Linked DNA regions of Mus musculus: region 2 is linked to region 1. A link is a contact called in public HiChIP or PLAC-seq data. All regions are on one chromosome and are shown on one strand. The core of a region is the stretch at or near the end of the contact, and the rest is flanking DNA. Distances in the headings are between cores, read along the strand shown. Region 1 has its middle 64 kb from the start of Tmem126b. Region 2 has its middle 140 kb from the start of Gm39048.

What was found. HiChIP or PLAC-seq counts read pairs in DNA pulled down with a chosen protein or histone mark.
Region 2: a contact with region 1 is called in an H3K27ac HiChIP or PLAC-seq map of embryonic stem cells, with 2.4 times the contacts expected there. The contact joins two enhancer-like sites. A contact is called at or near these places in 2 of 484 Hi-C or Micro-C datasets (cortical neurons and embryonic stem cells), 2 of 115 datasets of contacts at active chromatin or transcription factors (both in embryonic stem cells) and 1 of 9 other capture datasets (embryonic stem cells).

The regions. Positions count from the first base shown.
Region 1 is chr7:90,536,983-90,542,652 of GRCm38.p6, reverse strand. It overlaps a transcript of Dlg2 not described here. Among named protein-coding and RNA genes, the nearest start is that of Tmem126b, 64 kb to the right of the region's middle. Within about 2 kb of position 1,677, at least 21 of the 459 cell types and tissues checked have an H3K27ac peak or open chromatin away from gene starts, as enhancers often do. A contact at or near this core is called in embryonic stem cells, where this site is marked.
Region 2 is chr7:90,874,081-90,879,502 of GRCm38.p6, reverse strand. It overlaps a transcript of Dlg2 not described here. Among named protein-coding and RNA genes, the nearest start is that of Gm39048, 140 kb to the left of the region's middle. Within about 2 kb of position 2,477, at least 4 of the 459 cell types and tissues checked have an H3K27ac peak or open chromatin away from gene starts, as enhancers often do. A contact at or near this core is called in embryonic stem cells, where this site is marked.

The DNA.
Region 1 (5,670 bases), core at 428-2,927:
GATTCTTCACAGTTTCATCACTGCCAGAGGCCAATAATGGCAAAAGTATCTGGGGGTCTCTGGTGACTGATCTGGTTCCTAAATGATGCTAGGGTTACCAGTTTAGGCATGTTAACACAGAAGAATGTTAAAGTAAAGGACTATTAAGAGATAACTCCTTTGTTCAAGAGAAGAGAATCACTGGCCTGGGTGCAGACCTAACACTCCAGTGTGGCCAAGTCAGTCTCCAGGCCAAAGGACCAACCCTAGGAAGGTGAGCTTATCTTAAACTGTGCTAATAAAATAGATATAGTAATTACCTCTTTGTTCTAGAGTAACCTCATGCTTATTGAGTCAACTATTACTAGACAGGCAAGCCCTCCCTATTGTACTTACTCCAAGGTAGGACAGAACAAGAGAGCCTACATGTTAGTGAGTTTGAAGAAAAGAATGTTCAAGAACAGGACTAGGGGATTGTAAGAAATATCAAATATGATTCTTTTCTATCAAATACTTTAAAATTTGTGTTTAAGAAAAGGAATTTAATTTTTTATATATATTCCCCCACCTTGAAAAGCTCTTGCCCAGTTGTTTTAATCCCTCTCTCCAGTTTATTCAAAGTCTCCCTGATGTATTCCAGGAATCTGATGCCCTAGAGCAGCAATCCCCCAACCCACCCCCTGCTCCCCTTTGTTTCTTGTCTTAGGCTAGTTCTTTTCAAACCAGCCAGCTGAATTAAGACTGTGAATCCAAACAATGTGGAAAAGACATAGTCACACCTGAGTTGGAATAAAAGCCAAATACACTTCCTGTTTCTGGGTGTTCACTTATCTGAGCACACCATCTTGGTCAAGAGTAAAGTCTGCCTTTTCCTAACACTTCAGTTGGAATGGTGGTCTCACTCTTTCTGATCATGGATTTACTTCGAACTAAAGGGGATAAAAGGAAAGGAAGGAAGAAGAAAAAAGAAAATCAGCCATATCTTTGGGTCTTCAATTAAATTTTAAAGGTTCCTATGGCACATAATTTTTTTGGTTGATTTATTTCATTGTATGTATATAAATGTTCTGCTTATAGGTACATATGTATACCACATGTATGCCTGGAGCCAGCAGACATCAAAACAAGACATCAGAACCCCTGGAACTGTAGTTATAGATGGTGGTGAGGCACTGTTTGTGGCTGGGATCCCAATCTAGTTCCTTTGCAAGAACAGAAAGTGCACTTAAGTGCTGAGCCATATTTCCAGCCCCTCACATAACATTTTTATCAAAAGTGTTGAGATTTTCCCTGTGTGGTGGTTTGAATATGCTTAGCCCACAGCGTGGTACTATTTAGTGGTATGGCTTTGTTGGAGTAGGTGTGGCCTATTCGGAAGTAGTGAGTCACTTTGGAGGTGGGCTTTGAAACCCTCTTCCTAGCTTCCTGGAAGTCAGTCTTCTTCTGACTGCTTTCGGATCCAGATGTAGAACACATTTAAAGCACATTAGGGGAATTCCAGGGATGAATAGATGAGTTCTAGCTTGATCTTTTGGATCTATCTCTAAGGACATTCCAGAACTATTGCTGGGTCCTAGGGGGCAGGAAACTGTTGCTGAGGAAGTCTGGAAATTGCTGCTAACCCATTGTCCTTTCCTCATGCCAGATGGCAGAGCAGTTTCTGAGTCCTGGACCTGCCTGGACTTGCCCAGTTCTTAGAAACAGATACTTAGGCCTAGTCTCCTGAACTGCCAATTTGAAGCCTGTCATGGAGTCAGTCTAGGCTGTCTCAGCACAATACTCACAGATAAACTCTGGAAGAAGCAGGAATATTAATCATGAAAGGATGTCTCCTAAATGGAAGAAATTATCTGTTTTCCACCAGAAGGCTGAGAGTGTATGTTGTTAATAACCTGGTGACCTTTCCTGTCTGTAGAGTCAAGGGTCACCGGAACCCCCCAGAATGTTTATCCAAGGCTCTCCATCCCTACACCATTATCTTTAGCTTTGTTTACCAGTCAATTAAACCCTTCCTAGAGATGTCACATGTATGTTATGGCCTGATGATCTCTGTGCTATCTCTGCCAGACACCACACCAGATCCAAGGCACTTAAGCTATAGAATAATAGTAGGACGATGTCCCCCTAGGGCTCATACAATGCCCTATTTATATATTTTATAATGAATACTAGTAAGCTATGTGAAAGTTGGGTGAGTTAAAAGTTGTTCACAAACCCTCTGAGATGATCTCTCATTTACTTTTTTTTTTTTAATTGCTATGACCAAATACTTAACAAGAAATTACATGATTTGTTTTGGCTCATAGTTAAAGGGATGGTCCTTTAAGAGCAGGGAAGATTCGATGGCAGGGGATTGAGGCAACTGACCACACTACATCCACAGTCAGGAAGCAGAGATGTGAATGTTGCTACTTGCCTCGCTCCCTCCTTTTTATTAGAAGCAGGTCCTCAGCACATAGACTAGTGTCTTTCATGGCTGGGGGAGGGGCGGTTTCCCCCCAGTTAACCTAATTAACCTAATCTAGAAAATCCTCCACAGACATGCCTATAGATTTGTCTCTTGGTGACTGAAGGTCCTATTACGTGACAATCAAAATTAACCATCACAGATGATTTACAAAACTATTATCTGATTTTTGCAATAGAACAATTAGTACAGAACACACAAAAAATAAAAAATGGATTTTTCAATAGCAGAAAATTACTTTGAAGGATTAAAATCTGATCCACCACCTCCTAATCATAACAAAAATAACCATCTCAGCCAAATTCTGCATTATAACTCAGCGGCCCTGAACTCTGGGATCCCTCCCTTTCTTTTGTAATTATTCCCTGTTTCCTAATACTAGGCTTCTTGTTGAATTGCTAATAGAATCCAGGAAATGCCTGAGGAATTTAATTCAGATGTAAATGGAATTATTTGGGTTGTTTCTGTCTTTGCTTTTAAAAAATTATAATATGACACAGTGTGCTAATGCGGAAAGTCCCACAGATTTCTCAGCTTGACACGTGGCTAATTTGGGGGAGGGTGGATCTGTGACTACAGAACGGAGAGATCCCACCCACACGCCTATGCCCACAGAGAAAGAGAAATGAAGTCTTTTCAAGAAGGCAGCCTGGTTTTGTCCTGCTGATACTGTTTCCTTGGTTCCTTTTTTCTTTTCTTTCCTCCTTATTTTGCATAACCTCAACAGGATTATAGTTGCAATTCTAAATTTACTTCTGGGCTCAACCTAAGTAGAAATTACACCCAAGGAAGCAGGGCACCACCCTATTGTTAAGCCATCTCAAGGAAATAAATTATGATGAAGGAAACACCTACGGCCTGCACAAAGTGGTAGGCACTGACTGCCTTAAGAACAAATGGATGATACCTGTGTGTTTACTTAGTCTGAAATCCGCAACTTCCTTTGAAGATAAAATGGGACAAAGTGAACAAAATAATTACAGTTTATGAAGAATGTAAATCGCTGTACGCTGTACCTTAAATGTCCCCCACAAAAGCTCATGTCTTGTTAAATGATTGTTTGACTGAGATACTGGAAGATGGTAGCAGCTTGAAGAGACAGGGCCTAGCTGAAAGGCATGCTCCTAAGAGGCATGCCGGGACTGTACTAGCCACATCCACCAAGAAAGAAACAGCTTTGTTCTGCTACACGCTTTTTTTATCAGGATTTCTGCCTCACCATAGGCCCAAAGTAACAGGATGAAGCCATCATTAACTGTAACTATGGAAATGTGGCCTAAAAGACATTTTCTTCCTTAAAAGTTGATTGCCTTGGGTACTTTGCCATAGCAACAGAAAGTTAGCCTAATTGTATGTGTGAGGCTCTAACTTTAAACTCAGCATCATGTCCTCAAAATCACATTTTTTTTCTGTGTAGGTTTGCATATTTTAGACATGGACAGAGGAGAGAAAGAATGTTGACCTGTCTATCAGCTCTTTTAGAGGTCGATTCAATGTTCTCAAATGTCTCTTTTAAATCTTAGATCCTGTGAGTCTATGATTCTTCATTCTGTTTCTGTGCACTGGCACAATCATTTGACATGACATTTCATAGCCAAAAATGTCACAGTAAATAATTCCAATCCAAAATGAATGTTTAGAAAAGCAAAAGCCAGTCCTAGCCCAAGGACATTTAAAATGGAAGAGAAATAGTCAAATATCAACCAGATTTGTACATAGACATAGGTGGCCATATCTTCACATACACCAATTTAAATATTTAGGAAAAAATACATCAAAATATTACTGTTTTAGGGGTATTGTAGTTAGGTGTAACAATAAATAATCAATTTTCTTCTTTATACCTTCTTATATGTCTGGATCCCACAACAGAAATATAAATTTTATGCTAATATTTACTTCAGATTATATTAACAGCCAAACCCTGAAATTAGGAGAAAATGACCCAAAACCAGTAAGACTACTCTAGTTTTGCTCGTCTCTCAGCACATTTATACAAGACATGTAATTGTCCTGGGAGAACAACTTTTGCTGAAAATTAAGTCACAAAAGTTATAAACTATATGAAGACTTAACTTCATGAAAAGAAGAATCAGTAGATACAATAATATCACTTTCCCAACCCTTAGAAAATAGAACAATTTATAGAATCAAAGGAGTATTTTGGATAATATTAAAAAGATAGAAGGAAGAAGCTGGGAGGCTGTTTAGTGTTGGCCTTCATGGCTAGCATCTGTGAGGCCTGGAGCATCGGATATGATCCCCAGCAAGTCTCTACCCAAGAACAGAAAGACATATGCGAAGAAAAAGGGAAGAAATAGAGACAAACTAAAAGAAATTATGAGCAATTTTAAACTTAGAACTTGTAAAAGCATATTCATTAAGCTTTCTCATGCCGTTTTATATATTACCCAGCAGATTAGATATAGCCACAGAGAAAACTATGGAGAATGAAATAAACAATGTTGTCAGTAACCTTCTTACATCAAAATACCTATTACATCAAAATATTCAACATTTCAACAGTATTAAAGGATGCTAAAGAGATAATAACTACAAATTTTCCAGAATTGGTAAAAACTATGGTGAGATTTAGAAGCTAAGTGAATTACATGGAAATGTTTTAAAAGAAATCTGGCCTAAATAGAGTATAAAGAGGCTTCAGAAAAGCAAAAGCAAAGGAAAATACTAACACCATCAGGAAAATAGCAAGTCAAATATAAAAGATAAACTGTGTTGTGGATTGTAGAGTCATCATTAGTTCATGTATCCATATGAGTATTTGTGAATTTCGAGTACTAAGCTAGTCTTTCCAGATATAAAAGTAGACAAATTTTAAAACATTGTCTTTATGGAGCCTACCCTGGGAGATGGTAATACAACCTATAAAATAGAAAAGAATGAAAGAAATGTAGCGCCATATTTAAAAAAAAAAAAACCCAGCAAGCAATGTGCATTTTTATGTGCTAGCACTATTCTAGTTGCTTACTTACATTAAAATTGTTTCATAGGCAAAAATCCCACCTTCACAGATCTTATAAAAGGATGGGTAAATAAACACAAAAATTCATAGGACCTTCATATAAAAATAGTAGTACTTTCAAGTATTACTGAGAGATTTAGTTTAACAAACAAACAGAAAACTTACAGACATCCAGCAAGCAATTTCTTAATCAAATGACATAATAGTGTTGTGATAGTTGGTTACTCACATGAAACTCAGG
Region 2 (5,422 bases), core at 1,228-3,727, 340 kb before region 1:
AAAATAGCATTTGTCATGATAAACTGACATGAAGTCCCATTTCATCTCATGTATTATAGTGATCTCTTGTTCTTTCTGTAGCACAGAACTCATTGATCCAGGTAGTAAATAAAATTTGTGTGGTTTGTTTTTTACATGAGCCATATATGAGCAAATGTTCTTTTGTGTTTTAGAGACAGAAAATAATAAAATTCTAGTTACAGATATATTAAATTGATAGAATCTAGTTTCTTTGGTGTTTTTGTTTCTGCAGTAATATCTTCTAAATAAATTTGTGAGTGTTGTAATTGATTAGTTTAAAATGGCTTTATGAATATGCCACAGCTGGCAACACAAAAACCTAATCTTCAAAGCTTATATATAGTAATAGATCTTTAATACCAAGAAATGGAACATTTCTCCATAAGAAGGTGGGAACTAGGAAATTTGAAAATATACTTTGAAAGTATACATTGAAAATTACTTACAATTATCTAATTATGTTATTCTTTCCAATTCTTTCTTTCAAGTAGAGTATCTCAGAATCATAGCATTGATATTATCATTTACTAGAAACATAAAATATTAATCTTACATTCTCAACCATTTTAAGTGTAGAGTTCAATAGTCTTACATATATTAACAGTAAAACTTTTATATTAAAACTGAAACTCTCTATCCATGACACACTAATTTTCCCTCATCAATCCCCTTACCAATAAGCAATCCATTTGTCACCTTTTCTTTCTAAGAGTTTGAGTACTTTATATACCTTATATAAGTAAAATTATATAGTAATCTTTTTTGTTGCCAGATTATTTTGGTTGACACAATGTTCACAAGCTTCAATGATAATTTTGTACGTGAGAGTAATTTTTTTCTTTTGCATTACTATGTGTCAGTAATAAATTTCATTATGATACTTTTCTTAGTGTTTCTATTGCTGTGATGAAACACTATAACCAACATATAGGTTGGGGAGGAAAGGATTTATTCAGCTTACAATTCTCCAGTGCTGTTTATCATTGAAGGAGGACAGGACAGAAACTCAAACAGGGCAAGATCCTGGACTCAGAAGTTAATGCAGAAACCATGGAAGGGTACTACTTACTGGCTTCCTCAGCCTGCTTTCTTGTAGAACCTAGAGCCGCCAGACCAAGAATGGCATTATGCACAATGGACTTGGCTCTCCCCCCATCAATTACTAATTAAGAAACAGCCACATCTTATGGTGGAGGTTCCTTATTTAACTCTAGTTTATGTGTCAAGCTGACATAAGACAAGCTAGTACCAATCCTTTCACACAATCCTATAACTTTGATTATATTAACTCCCTCTCCCCCTTCCCTTCTCCCTCCCCCTCTCCCTCCTCCTCTCCCTCTCTCTCTCATTTCCACTTCCTTGTCCCTAAGAAGTCCCACTTTGTCTTCATGTCCTCATCAGATAGAGAATAGTTATTGTTTTTATTCATAAGTCTGACTATGATGCTTTAAATGATGATCTATAGTTCCATTTATTTTTGTACAAAGACATGATTTTATTTCCTTTAGAGCTAAATAAAACTCAGATAGGCTGGGCAGTGGTGATATACGCCTTTAATCCCAGCACCTGGGAGGCAGAGGCAGGCTGATTTCTGAGTTCCAGGCCAGCTTGATCTACAGAGTGTGTTCCAGGACAGCCAGGGCTACACAGAGAAACCCTGTCTTGAAAAACAAAAACAAACAAAACAAAGCAAAGCAAAGCAAAGCAAAACAAAACAAGAAAACCTCAGATAAATAGAAGATAGATAGATAGATAGATAGATAGATAGATAGATAGATAGATAGATAGATAGATATTCCATATTTTATTTCTACATTCATGTTCTGGGGAACACCTAGGCTAATTCTATAGCTTAGCCTTGTGTATAGTACTGAGATACACATAGACATACAGATACTGCTCTAATGAAGGAACTGATTCTTTTGAAATTGTTCACAGAAGTAGTATTTCTAGATCATATTAAAGTGTTAGCCTAATTGTGTAAGGAATACATATCATGATTCTGATAGTCTTTAGCTAATATATGTCCACTTCTGTGCCAGCAGCAACCTATGTTGTTTATTTCTTAACCTTGGACACTCTGACTGGGTTGAGATGAAATATCAACACAGGTTTATGTATGTATGTGTGTATGTATGTGTGTATGTATGTATGTATGTATGTATGTATGTATGTGCTATGCACACGCCAGTGAAGTTTGCTTGGCAGGCCAAGAGGCCTGAAAGCACTCAAGAGTTTCCTGGAGCTTTGGCATTCTCATTAACCCGTATACTCATACCCTAGCCTCACGTTAGTCTGGTGTATGGATCCACGTGCTCTCTTTTAGTATTATTTTATTATAAGTGCCTTTTAAGATTGAATTCTGATATAGTTAGGTCTCCCACCAGTGTTCCAATGTGCCAGAAGCCAGACAAGCTTGGAATCCGGTAGAAATGCAGTAAGGAAGTTACCTATTCAGTAACTCATTAAGCATTACAAAAGACAGAGCCAACAGCTCGTGGCTGGTTTGCAGAGTATCTACTAAGGACAGTAGCAAATCTCACCCAAACAAGGGAATACCATAAAAGAGCCAGGGAATCCCACTGAGATAGAAATCTTCAGTACAGGCTACATTGCATATTAGAGGCAAGTTGGTGAATTCTTCTGACAAATGAAGATTCTCCTCAGATACTTAAAAGTTACACTCACACTAAAAATTATCAGAGCCCAGGAAATAGGAGGATTGTGGTATTGCAGTATTCATGAGAAGGTCTGCTAAAGTAGAACCCCTGGTGGTGGGCTTAACAGTAGACTAGCTTTACAACTGGCTCCCTTCTTAGTGGCAGCGGCCTGGTCCCCGCCTTCTTTTGATGTATACATTCCTTTTGTATTGCGTCACTGTAACTTGGTGGATTGTTTTGTCTGGTTTCTTGCTATTCTGCGTATAAAATGTTTGATGCTTGACCTGACATTACATTCAGATTCTACACAATCTCTCGTGTTTGGTCTGTCTATCACTCTCCAACTCCTTGCCCATCTGTATCCAGAGACCCGTCCACGCAGACAAAGGGACCCAGAGAGTCTGTGGCATGTATGTATGTATGTATGTATGTATGTATGTATTATGTATGTTTTATTTATTTGTTTGTTTGTTTGTTTATTTATTTATATGTGTATGGATGAGAGTTTTTCCTGTATGAATGTCCCTGCACAACATACCACATGAATGTCTGGTTCCCATAAAGATAAAAAGAGAGCATAAGATTCCTGGTAATTAGAGTTATAGATGGTTGGGTCATGTGGGTGCTGGGTATTGAATTGGGTCCTCTAGAGGAACAGCCAGGGTTGTTAGCTACTGCGCTCTCTCTCAAGTCCCATTGACAGAGTTTTAATTTTCATTCATTTTCTTATAGCTAATGACTGGACATTCCTGCATTGGCCAATTATATATTTTCATTGAAGAGCCTGCTAAATTTATTTGCCCATTAAGTAACCAGATTGTTTGCTCACTTGTCATTTAATGTTTTTAAATATTTTACATTTTCTGCATTTTAAAATTTTTTATCAGATATTTTCTTCATTTACATTTCAAATGCTATCCCTTGCCAAATTTTCTCTCTGGAAGTCCCCTATAACCTCCCCCTTGCCAATCCCCTGTTAAATATAGGCTGTCTCTTGTCTCTAGAAATGGCTTGCTTTGCTATATGATTTCATTTATTTTATATAATCCTGTTTGGGAATTCTTACTTTAATTCCCTGAGCTATTGTAGTTAGAAAGGAATTTCTCTTGTATTGAGTTGTGTTCCCTCTCCTTTACTAGTTTTAAAGTTTCAAGTCTTATTTTAAATTATTAATCAATTTGGAACTAATTATTGCACAGTGTGTGAGATCAAAATCTATACTTTAATCTCCTAGATGTGGATATTTAGTTTTCTGGCACTTCTTCTTTAAAAGGCGTTATCACCTTGTGCGTGCTTTTGGAGCCTTTATCAAGAATCAAATTACTTCAGCTGTGTTGAGTTATTCTTAGTTTTTTTTTTTTTTTTTTTTTTTTTCTGTTCACTGGTGTACATGTCTGGTTTTGTGTCTCTGCCTTGCTGGTTTTATTACTATGGGTCTGTGAAATGATTTGAAGTAAGATTTTGTTATATCTCTGGCATTGTTCTTTCTACTCTGGATTTCATTTGCCATGTTTTGGTGTTTTATGTGAATTTTTAAAAACATTTTCTTTCTATTTCCATGAAAAATATCACTCTAATTTTGATAAGTATTTTATTGATTCTGCAGAATGCTTTTAGTCACAAATCCATTTTAACAATATTATATACTTCTGATCTGTCCTATTTTTTTTTTATTGCTGTGATAAATACCAAACCAAGAGCAACTCAGGGAATAAAGGATTATTTGGCTCATACTTCCATGCAAAGTCCATCATCAAGAGAAGCTGGAGAAGAAGTCCAAATAAGGAACCTAGAGATAGTAACTGAAATACATACCATGGAGCAAAGCAGCTTGCTGGCTTGATACACTTAGTTTGTTCAGCCTGCTTTTTTATACAATCCAGTACTGTCAGAAGCCATCCAGGAGTCAAAACCTAACAAGTGACTTTCTCTAGATGGTCTGTTGGTTTTTGTATGGCTGTAATGGATTAATTTTGAATTTCAGGACATTCAGAGATCTCATCACAGGATTGTCTCTTGTTGATATGTTTGTCCAGTCATTAATAGTTATTAAATTATTATTATTTGCACATCAACAAAGATGTACTCTCTTGTAGTAATGTTATGAAGACAGGTTAATGATTTCACAATTCCTAACAATGATTCTATAAAACTCCTAAATTTATAGGAATTTTAACCTATAATTTTAACCAAGTAATTTTAACCCTGCTATAGTATAAGTGGTGCAGTTAGAGATATGTAAACCTTCACTAGGATAAGAAACAGACTTGGAATAAATTTATGGTCAGGGAAAACATTCCTTCTAGGTTGGCTGTGAAAGCATTATCTGATGACTGTAATAAACTAGGAATGAACAATATACTGTAAGTCCAAGGACAGAAAATAAAACATTGACTAATTCATCTATACAAAACTTTAAAACTAATGAGGTACAAGGCTAATGGTTTGCCTTTTCACAAAACCGTGCTGATTTGTAACATAAAAATTATTGCTCAAAACTTATAATGAACTCATGGGTCTAGAAGCTAGATAATGAATGTTTAGTTAGGTACTAGTCTTAATGGAAACACATGTAAACATTTCTGCTGTGAAATTGAACATTTAAAACGTAAAGATGCTTGCAAAACCATGTGAACATTGGTCCTGAGAAAGTATAAGAACAAAGAACAACAGTAGGAAAGGTTCCCTTTTTCTTTCTCTCAGCAACAAAGATTTGAGTTTCTTTTCAGAGTGAATTTTTT